Regions from separate parts of the Mus musculus genome. Here region 2 is linked to region 1. Evidence: chromatin contacts called from public promoter capture Hi-C data. All regions are on one chromosome and are shown on one strand. The core of a region is the stretch at or near the end of the contact, and the rest is flanking DNA. Distances in the headings are between cores, read along the strand shown.

Region 1 (5,530 bases), core at 1,034-3,533:
GGAGCGATCGAATGTCTTGAGGACATAGTTAAGGAGAATGCCCACCACCTCCAGCAAGAATTGCACAGTTTGCTCCTCCCCGTTCTTCGCTGGAAGCAGATCTTGAGCAAACAAATTGGAGAAGTTGGTCTTTGTGCGCTGGAAGCGGGTACCCGGGTCACCGTTTTCACAGGAAAGCAGGTTCTTGGGGGACTGTCTCTCCCTGAAGGCGCTCACAAGACAATTCTTCTCTTCCAGGCTATTGGTCCTTTGCAAGAAGCCACAGATCTTCAGGCCCAGTTTTCTGATGCATCCACACCAAGTATCATATGTTGTAGGGAGCAGGTTGGTAGTATTAGGATCTGCTCCCGCAGCGTTCAAGGAGGTTGCAGGCGAAGGAGTGGAAGATGCCATCAGCTCGGTGGTCTTGGGGTCTCTATTGTTCAAGAGTCCCCCGCGGACTGGGCGCAGGAACAGGCTTTGTTCAGCCACAGTGAACTGGACCCTCCAGAGATTCCTCCAGGAAGTATCCCCTGCTGGGCTCGGATGCGCCACAGGTGTACGCGCTGGGTGTCACCACAATGCTGTTTCTTCCTTGGTTGCACGATCCCTGGTCCGGCACTCAGGTGTTTTTTTGTTTGTTTGTTTGTTTTTGGTTTTTTTTTTTTTTTAAGAGTAAAAAGAAAAGAAAAAGATTTCAAACACAGAAGACCTCAAAAAAAGTTGTGTCACCCACGGTCCCTTCCTCTGTAACTAATGGAGAGAGTAAACCAAGAAAGAGGAACAAAATAACAGGAACCTGCAAAGACATCTCCAACGTGATGCCATGGTAGAGACTCTGAGGACATAAAAGCATGGGATTCACTTTGGCAGCAGGGAGCACACTGATCCTTTCACAGGCATCCATGATAATCTTACAGAGATTACACAATGTTCCTGAATGCATCCGAAGACGATTCATCATTTTGGCAAAAAGCTTGGGGTTACGTGATCAGATGAAATTAGACAATAAATGAAGCTTTCTGCCCCTGTTAATATTTACATAGAGGACTAATTGTATTTTAAATGTTAAAGAGACTGCAATTATTCACATAAGGATATCAAAAGACTCACAACGTTGACTTCCTATACATCCATGCAGTTGGGAACACACTTCACAAATCATTTCTGGGAAAAGGAGGCAGGAAACCAACCGCCCCAAACAAATTTTTTCAAGCCAAGAAATGGCTTCAGGATAATAAAATTATCAGTCTCGAAATGAAAACTGCTAAGTGTTCAAAAGAACAGCCAGTCCAGATGGAGCAAAGAGGCACCCAAGAGATGCAAAGAGAAATTAAAGTTGACACTTTGTAATTGAAAACATTTTTAAAAGATGACAATGTAAATTGAAGAAATTAGGAACCTTAAGAAATGTCAAAAAAAATGTAAAGCTAAAATGAGCATACCATTCAGTCTGTGAATGCTGTCCTTATGGTATGAATATATAAACACGACTTGTTGACTCATTCTTTCAACCAAACACAAATTATCATTGTTTTTTTTTTTATTTACAACACTGATGGTAAAAATTACATTATTAGGTTTATTGACCAGAATGGCATTGATAAATTAGGCAAAGGAACAGTCAATTTACAAAGGAATTATAGTAACCATCAAAAGCCTATTTTAATGAAGAACAGTACCAATAGCTATCTCTGATAAGGTTGTTTCTTATATTTCTGTATACTAACTGCCCAAAAGGCCAACCTTCTAAAGAATCAGCGCTGAACACGAACAACAGTGAATACTCAACACCTGCTCCTTTAGTTAATAGTCCATAAAAAATGGTTTTATGATATTTTACACAAAATTATAGATGAGTCAGTCTATGTACTGACAATATTCATTAGCATAATACCCCACACCACACACATTACAATAGTAAATGCTTGCTTGAGAATAAGTTCACAGACAGCTTAAATGCAGAATCAGTAAGTAACCAGTTCCCTACTGTGTGCAAATTAATTCCCTACTTAATGCTCACAGCAATAGGAAAACACAGGAGCTTGGCCACTTTAGGAAGGGACTTTAAACCTAACTGGTGAAAGACATATGAATAAAATAGATCGCTGGGCCCCTAGGCACATCCTAAGGAAGATGCTAACAGAATAAAACTGGCAATTAGTGAACATTACACATTGTGTTCCATTCGTTCTGCGTGAAAATCAAACAGAAAAGCGCTCGAGAAGTCCATAGTGCAGTCCTCATTGTGACATGTCCTGAAAGGAACGTAAATCATTTTCTTTAACAGCACTGAGCTTGTTTGTTTTGTCGGATTGCCCACTCTAGTTCTTGAGAAATAATGACCACAGCTCCTCCAACGGCCTGCAGCGTTCTCTAAGGTTCCATGGGAGAGCTTTCCAGATGAGATTTAAACAAGCTGAGGTTTAAACACAACGTGGTAGCCAAGGCTGCCATTTTAACCTTTTAAATAATACTTTTTCGCTAGCATGCTATCACAATACTATCATAATGTTTAATAAACAAAACCTCAGCAGAGCTTTATGCTAGCTAGTGCTGGGTGCATTGACTTGGCATTTCCAACTTGACTCAGGTTTCAGTTGATCTCAGGAGGAAGATTTCTCCTACAGCCAGGGTACCCACAAGACAACAAGGTGATTGCTGAGACCTCCCATTCGCAAATACATCTCATGCTGATCACAATTTGTTTCATGATGTATAAAGAGACGAAAATAATACAAAAACAAATAAGATGATAAATACTCCATACAAATCATGTCCCAGCGGGTCTCATTTCACGTCTTCTGATTACAGCATTGGTTCGTTCGGTTTATCGGCTTTGTGATGAGTGAATTTGTTGAAACTGAACTCATGAAGTTACTTCTACTGCTAACATACCTTCTACCCGAATACAGCGTAGTGTTATGAGATATTTTTTGAAGGGAATTTCTGGACAACTAAATTCCACTGGGAAAGTTGTTCTGCGAAATCCTTTCTAGATCAACAAGATTATGCGTCTCTGAGAAAGGCTCCAGTCTACAACAGAAACACCGAACCATCCTAGGGTTTCTAGCCTATCGAGCACTCTTCACACCAGTAGGGCCACCAGCAGAGTCAGCCTAGGGTGCAGTATGGTCTTCCTCTTCCCACTGGGTTTTGCACAACACCTGCGAGTTAATCAGGATGTTTTGGGGTGTGCCTGCACTTCTCTGTCAACATCTCAGCTTTGGGCAGATGCCAGCCTGTAAGAGATTTTCATCTTGAGGCCGCTTCCTTTCTTGCAACACTGGTTGGACTGTTGCCAAAATCATCAAGCTACCGAGGGAACATCCCTTTTTACTTACTCCCATCCATTTCTGGATCAAAGAACCAGCCCTGAGTGCTACGACTGAAGATAGGCTTTTTTCCCCCACTCCTTCTTATTAATTACTCAACTAAAACAATCCTCACTAATCTCATTAGTCCCTTCTTTTTGACATGTTACTATCTCAGTACTGAGTTCATCTCAAGGATTTCTGCTTTGGTTTTGTTTGTTTGTTTTGCTTTTCGATTAAAGAAGAACGGAATGATTTAGGGCTACAATAATACTTATCATTCTATGAATATTCAGGTCTTTGTTTCTACATAGAAATAACAATGCAATTTCAATGCCTAATGACTATGGCAGTTTGTGTGTGTGTATGTGTGTGTGTGTGTGTGTGTGTGTTTGTGTGTGTGTGTGTGTGTGTGTGTGTGTGTGTGTGTATACCCACGGAGGCTAGAGATGGACATTGTAATTTTGCTACTCTTATGAATCATAATGTATATATGTGACATGCAGGGTATCTGATATGTGACCCCCATGAAAGGGTCATTAGACTCTAAAGGGGGTTGCAATCCATAGGTCAAGAACCTCTGTTTTACGCCATACTTTTGAAACAAGATCTCTCACCAATCTTGGGGCTCCATGATTTGGAACCCAAAAGTTCCAGGTCCCTTCCTCTTCCCATCCTAGTCGCTGGTTCCTGGCACTCTGATCACAGTCACAATCTATTTACCCAGCTTTATACGTGGGTGCCAGGAAGCTGAACTCAAGTTCTCATGCTTGCCAAGGCTAGCACTCTGCTAACTGGATTCTCCATTCCTCATTGCAGCATTTGTAAATATTAATCTCCACACATGCCGTGTATTTACTGACGCCAATGTAATGAAAATTGAAGCAACAGTGAGAATGGCCAAACCCCAACACACTGACAACTATAAATTGCTACAAAAGTGTGGACCACAAGAACTCATTTATTGTTGGGACAATACAAAATAGTACCATCATGGTAGAAGACAGTTTGGCAGCTTCGTGCAAAACACAAACTGTATGATACACCAGTCACTCTTTGGTGCTCAGTAAATGGAGTTGAAAACGTGTGTTCATGCAGGAACCTGAGTATGAATGTTCCACACTCAGTGGAACAAAGCTTAGATGCAGTCCCTCATCAGTGAATAGATAAATTCTGATACATAGAGTGGGGATTTACTCAGTTGTTTTAAAAAAAAAATGAGCCAATACCAAGCTTAGAATGCAGTTCAGTGGGAGAGTTCTTGCCTAGCATATCGAAGGCTTAGGTTCCGCTTCCTAAGGCTACAAAAACAAAACACTGGAAAAAAAAAACATGGATGCATTAAATGCATAGTGATAAAGTGAAAGAAACCAACATGAAAGGGTGCGTCCCATATGATTCCAATGTGATGTCATTCTGGAAAAGACGAAATTATTTAATAGGATTAAATAAATAAGTCGGTGGTTTTATAAGGACTAAGGGAGAGAAAAATAATTACACAGACCTCAGATGAGTATATTTGCAATGAAAACTCTGTCTGATGCTATTTGGCACATTAATGTTGTTATATATTTATCCAAGCCTATGTTTAACAGCAAGTGAACTCAAATGTAAGCTATAGACTTGGGGCAGTTACATTGTTCTATGTAGGTTCATCATTTGTAACAAGTGTACCATGTTGATGAGGGATGTTGATATTGGGGAATATTGATCACTGTGCCTGTGAAGGGGTGTTAGGAGAGAAAGTGTGGGGGCATACATGTTCTCTGTAGCTTCTCCTAGTTGTAAGTGTGGAAATTTCCTAGAAATCTAAACGTGAACCACCGGATCCCGCTCAGTACTTAGATACTAACGAAGAGTTTTATCTTAGCTTATGCAGTAGGGACTTTTCTCTTGGTTGAACCTGAGACCTTGATTGAATCTAGGAGTCAACTTCTTAATGCACTAATATATCAGGATGGAGAAAGTTTTTCTCTCCAAACAATGGCTCAGCATACTAAAAGGGTCAATCTAACCTGAGGCATGCTATCCAAGGAGGGCATAGCCTCCTGAACATATGTAGAATGAGACTCTGTCTAAAAAAAAAAAAAAAAAAAGAGGAGGAAGAGTAAAAAGGAGAAAGAGAAAGAGAAGAAGGTAAGGGAGAGGAGGAAGAGAAAAAAGAAAAGAGGAAGAAGAGAAAAGAAGAGGAAGAAGGCAGCAAAGGCTATAAACAAGAAAGGAAAGGAATGTTCATC
Region 2 (4,964 bases), core at 383-2,882, 200 kb after region 1:
CAGGGAAAACTTTCTCCATTTAACGCCCCTTAGTTTTTCTTTTATTATTTTTTCTAAGGAAAATAAAAATAAAAAAATCTCCCTGGAGGATGCTTCAGAGCGAGTGTGCGCATAGACATATTCAGTGCGTCATACCTGGTATTGTAGGTCTATTCCGCTGCGTGGGGGTTTCCAGAACAATTACATAAGTGTCAACAGAGCCAGGAACTTTTGACATTTGTGGCAGCTTAATGGCGTTCTTCTCATCATTGAAAATATCCTAATGGTTGCTTCCTTAAATTGAAAATGCCTAAAGCCGGTGGCACAGCAGGAGTTGACTCCGAGGCATTTCTGTCAAGTATGCTTTGTTGGCAAAGAAACCGGAGAAAATTTGTTTGAAATGAGACCTGGCTGATGCAGCTGCAGCAAACACGACGATCTAAATTGAATTCTCCAGTAAAAGTTATGTGAGGTCCTAAAGTCTGGTGAGACATTTTGGCTATTTTCCTGCTGCTACCCAGGAAAATAGTCTATAAACTTGGATGCCTGATGCTGGGGAGATGGCTCAATGGATTAGAGCACTGACTACTCTTCCAGAGGACCCGGTTTGATTCCCAGCACCTACATGGCACCTTACAACTGTCTGTATCTCTGAGACCTGACACCCTCACACAGACATACACATAGGCAAAACACCCAATGCCCATTAAAAAGACAGAGCAACAACCAAAACTCAGGTGCCCACAGAACATGGTTTCCTTCGATAATCTACTATCATGGTTTTGAGAAAGCTGGCTTTCAAAAGTGTCTAGCATATTCTAAAACCATGTTTTATCTTTCAAAATACCACATAACAGCTCAGGGAATGTAGTTCAATTGGTAGAGTGCTTGTCTATGACACACTAGATTTGAACCCTAGCACCATGTAAACCTAGCATGGCATTGACTCTTCTAAAGTCCGAGCCCTTGGGACATAGAGGAAGAGGGTCACAAGTTCAAGATTATTCACAGTCATACAGTCAGTCTAATTCAATGTAGGGCTACCAAAAAAAAAAAAAAAAAAAGCAAGATCCTATCTCAAATATAATTTTTAAAATAAAAATAAGTCACTGGATAAGATATGCTATTCCATGTATGACTCAAATGCTTATTTAAAACACTACCAGTTTGGTTTTCCTTTTAGGTAACCAATTTCCAAGATATATAAAATGAGAAGCTGAAGAAGACTCCAACAAGATTATCAACATTTCTTTTTTTTTTTTTTTTTTCATCTCAAAAATGAGTCCCTCAATTCCAAGGTTCTAGAAAGCTCTTGTAGAGGCTGGCTCAGAGATTAGGTGCATAGCTCTGCCACTGTCGTATTTTTCTGCAGATAAGATATTATAGGTCTGGGTGTTACTGTATTTATTGGCTCAAAGGACAAAGGACAAGCAGGCAGTGGGCTCTGACTCAGAGAGGCTTCTGTCCGCTCGTGTCCTGTGAGTTTTTGTTGAGGGGACAACACAGCCCATTGAGCACATCGCTGCCTGCCCGAGCACTGTTGAATTCTTTCCACATGACGAAGACCAGTACTCAAACACCTTTCCTAAGCAGCAGGACCTGACAGCACAGAGCTTCCCACGGAGATGTGGCAAGGCTGTGTGAACTGTGTGGGCTGTGGCCACGTAGGTGAGCATGTCTGTAGGAATTCTGACGTGGTAAGTAGCCCTAGGAGACACAGTCATTCTTCGAGTGTGCTTGTTGATGTTGGAGTGTGGCTTGCTCTCCAGGACTGTTTTCAAGAACCTACTTAAACACATATCCTTGGGCCGTTGGAGAGAAGAGGGAAAGAGAAATTTGTATCCCCTGCCAAGTTTCCTGGATAATATTTTAGGAGGAAATGATGTATGTGTCACAAGACTCAGAAGACAGCGATGGAAGAAGACATTCTTCATAAATAAGAACTTGCTGCCCATGTTCCTATTATTACTGCGGCTCTGAGATATAGCTTGAAATCTGATATGGTAATCCCTCGAGGGTTGCTCTTTTTGCTCTGAATTACTTTGGCAATCTGGAGCGGTTTCATGTGAATTTTAGGATTCTCTTTATCCTATTTTTGTACAGAATAGCATGAGGATTTTTGATTGGAATTATACTGAATCTGGAAATTGTTTCCTGTAGGATGGCCATTTTCACAATATTAATTCTACCAATCCAACAGCTCTCTGATTGGCAACCGACAACTCTTTAATTGGATTTAAAGTCCACTTAATGGCAGGAAATTCATCCTTAGTTCTGTAAACCTACCCAACTACTGGTGAAGTCATGTATCCTAAAAGGGAAGCGACTACCACCACTTCTTTAAACCAATATAATTTCTAACTGTATTCTAGATATTTACCCTTATTCCCACATATAAGTGAAGCCCTCACCCCTCATCAAAGAAGTTTTGGGTTGCGGCAGTCAGAGATCGCTACAGAAAGCCACAAGTGACCATGATTCCAGGCTCAGTTGATACATCTCCAACACAACTCCTGCACCTAAAGCTAAAGGCACAGGGAGAACACCGATTCTGCATGTCCGGACCAGGGGGTTGGCCGTGAGATAATGTCTTTCTGTATATGACCCGGAAGTTACACTCATGCAATCTTAACAATATGGTCACTTAAACAGGGTCAGCCCAGTGATATCACAAGTTGTCATGCCAACGTGGATGGGGGAAATTTCACAAGGTCCCACCTCTAGGTGAAGAACTACAGGCAATTAATGGCTGCTGAGAAAGAGAATCACTGTTATCTAAGGATAAGCCCTTCCATAGGTTATCTAAGCCAGTGTGGTTAGCCCTACTCACGTAAACGTAGGAGCAGAAAGGAAGTCAGGGAGATGCCTATTTCGCATTCTTGAAGTCTTCTCATTTCCCACAATTTGTGTCTAGTGACCACTAAAGCCACCTGTGCCTTTCCCTTCTGACTCTGGCTCTACTCTCTCTGCTCCATCTCTCCAGCTAATGCAGTTGGTGTCTTACCAGCATGTGCCTGGGTTTACTCTACGAACCTAACTTACCTTCTATCTTCCTTCAATAACCATACTTCATCAAGGGGAATCTTTAGCTTGCCATTGTTTCACATCAGAAATTCACTGGCTGTGTTTCTGTCCACTCTTAGGATGGAGCAGAGAACTGGGCAGAAGTGCCTTGATGGGATGGGCTACTCCAGGATCCATCCTATGATGTGGTCAGTACACTGCCCCAAACACTGCCCACCCATCATTTGCCCATTGTCCTAACATCTCCCTTCACTTTAGAAAGCCTGGCTCCAGCGTGGGTCAGGTGCCTATTTGTTGATTGTGGAGTCCCGAGAGTGCCTGCTTTTAACACTCTCACCAGACACTCCACAGGAAATGATGGCGAGATGGATATTGAATTGTCGATCAGCATGTGCCCACAATATGCTGGTTATAGAAGAGGCACTTAAGTGCAGTGCACAGTATCTTTCAACTTGTTCCAATAGCTTTGAAATCTCTTTGCTTCAATAGATATGGAAGTCCTTGATGAAAGTACTAAGAATTCATAAGATGATGAGGAATAATTCATCGGTTGTATGATCAAACGCTGATAGGGATGGACCAAGTATTCATTATATGAAAGGGTGGATTAATGTCACTGGAAGAGAACTCTTTGTTTTGGGTAGTTTCTAAGCTTTCAGAATGGCCTTCTGACCCAAAGCTGCTCATGACTAAGTTCATCAGATGTCACTTGGCTATCCTCCATGTGCCCCTTACGGAAGTAGCGAACCTTGAGACAAAGACTCTCTTTTGACTTCCGTACGCCTCTGTCGGCTTCCTATTTAGCCTTCATGGACTCTTTGCACAAGTAACACTCGTGCTTCATAGTTCTCAATAACTAATATCTAACATCATATCTAACATAATAAACAGATCATGCTTTGAAATCCGGTAGGTGTGGGATCCAGTTTAAACTCACCAATTACTAGCTTTGTGATCCCGGGCACTTTTAAAAACCTCCCTGGATTTCAGATGACATCCACGGGGAGTCCTACAAGTGTGAATGAAATAACATAAGCAAAGACACTTGTTAAGATGCTGGGCATGTGATGGGTATCCAGTGAAAGTCAGCTCCATCCTGCATCAATGCCTCACGGCTGGAGTCATGGAAACATAAGGGAAGATCATCTGCTAGAGGAAGCATCTGAAACAGGAAAGAAGAAAGGATTCCAGCGAGCAGGAGGAGCTGCTCCGACATGATTTAAAGTCAATTATTAGCTTTTTATGCACTACATAGAACAAAGTTGTTTTTTGTTTTTTTTTAAATTAAATGCTATAACAAAATCATTAAGGAAAAAAAAGTTAGTCCATACATTGCCTAAAGACTTGGCTAGTACTCAAAAGAAAACATGCTTCAGCATCTTGTTATTTTAAATGCTCTCCACCTGATGCGCACACACGGACACATACACACACGTGTGTGCAAGTGCGATTGTGGAGGCCAAAGATCAACTTGGAGCAGGAGGCGGTTCTCTCCTGCTAGCCTGCGTGTCCCAGGGGTGGAAATCGGGTCATTACCTGGTGGCAAGTGCCTCTTTGACTTGTTGTATTACCTCACTGAATCTAGTTTGTTTTCTTTAAATAGGTCTCCACTGTATATCCTAGGCTAGCCTGGGAGCCACTGCCTAGTCCAGGCTGACTATTTGATCCCCCTGCCTCAGACTCCTCGGTGTTGGTGTCACAGGCTTTAAGCCATCATTCCGGGCAAACATAATATTTAATTGTAGCGGTCTCTTTCCCAGTAGGGTTGTTTTGTTCCATCTGGGTTACAATTGGGCAGAATCTTGCATTATGGCCTGATGATTTATCATCTAAGGGGTCACCTATATGGAAACCAGGGGACACAGCCAATCTTGAATCCCAGAGTTGAGCTGCTGCCTCTTTTCAAAAGGCTGATCCAGCGGCCTTTTTCTATTCCTTCAGCACCCGCTCGGTGTTTTGGT

Evidence for each region. Promoter capture Hi-C pulls out the DNA fragments that hold promoters and counts their contacts.
Region 2: a promoter capture Hi-C map of the C10 cell line shows a contact between it and region 1. The contact joins two enhancer-like sites. A contact is called at or near these places in 7 of 39 promoter capture datasets (the C10 cell line, the HPC-7 cell line, hematopoietic stem and progenitor cells and 3 more), 1 of 15 datasets of contacts at CTCF or cohesin (CD8 T cells), 5 of 484 Hi-C or Micro-C datasets (DN3 thymocytes, bone marrow-derived macrophages, liver and 2 more), 8 of 115 datasets of contacts at active chromatin or transcription factors (the 230-238 cell line, CD8 T cells, acute myeloid leukemia and 5 more) and 1 of 9 other capture datasets (embryonic stem cells).

What each region holds. Positions count from the first base shown.
Region 1 is chr10:99,438,909-99,444,438 of GRCm38.p6, reverse strand. It overlaps the pseudogene Gad1-ps. Among named protein-coding and RNA genes, the nearest start is that of Gm34983, 18 kb to the left of the region's middle. Within about 2 kb of position 2,283, at least 76 of the 459 cell types and tissues checked have an H3K27ac peak or open chromatin away from gene starts, as enhancers often do.
Region 2 is chr10:99,234,064-99,239,027 of GRCm38.p6, reverse strand. It overlaps Gm34777 (a long non-coding RNA gene), which reads right to left. Exons shown (of 3, transcript XR_871999.2): 2 at 3,941-4,964; 3 at 15-342. Among named protein-coding and RNA genes, the nearest start is that of Gm34777, 3.5 kb to the right of the region's middle. Within about 2 kb of position 1,632, at least 44 of the 459 cell types and tissues checked have an H3K27ac peak or open chromatin away from gene starts, as enhancers often do.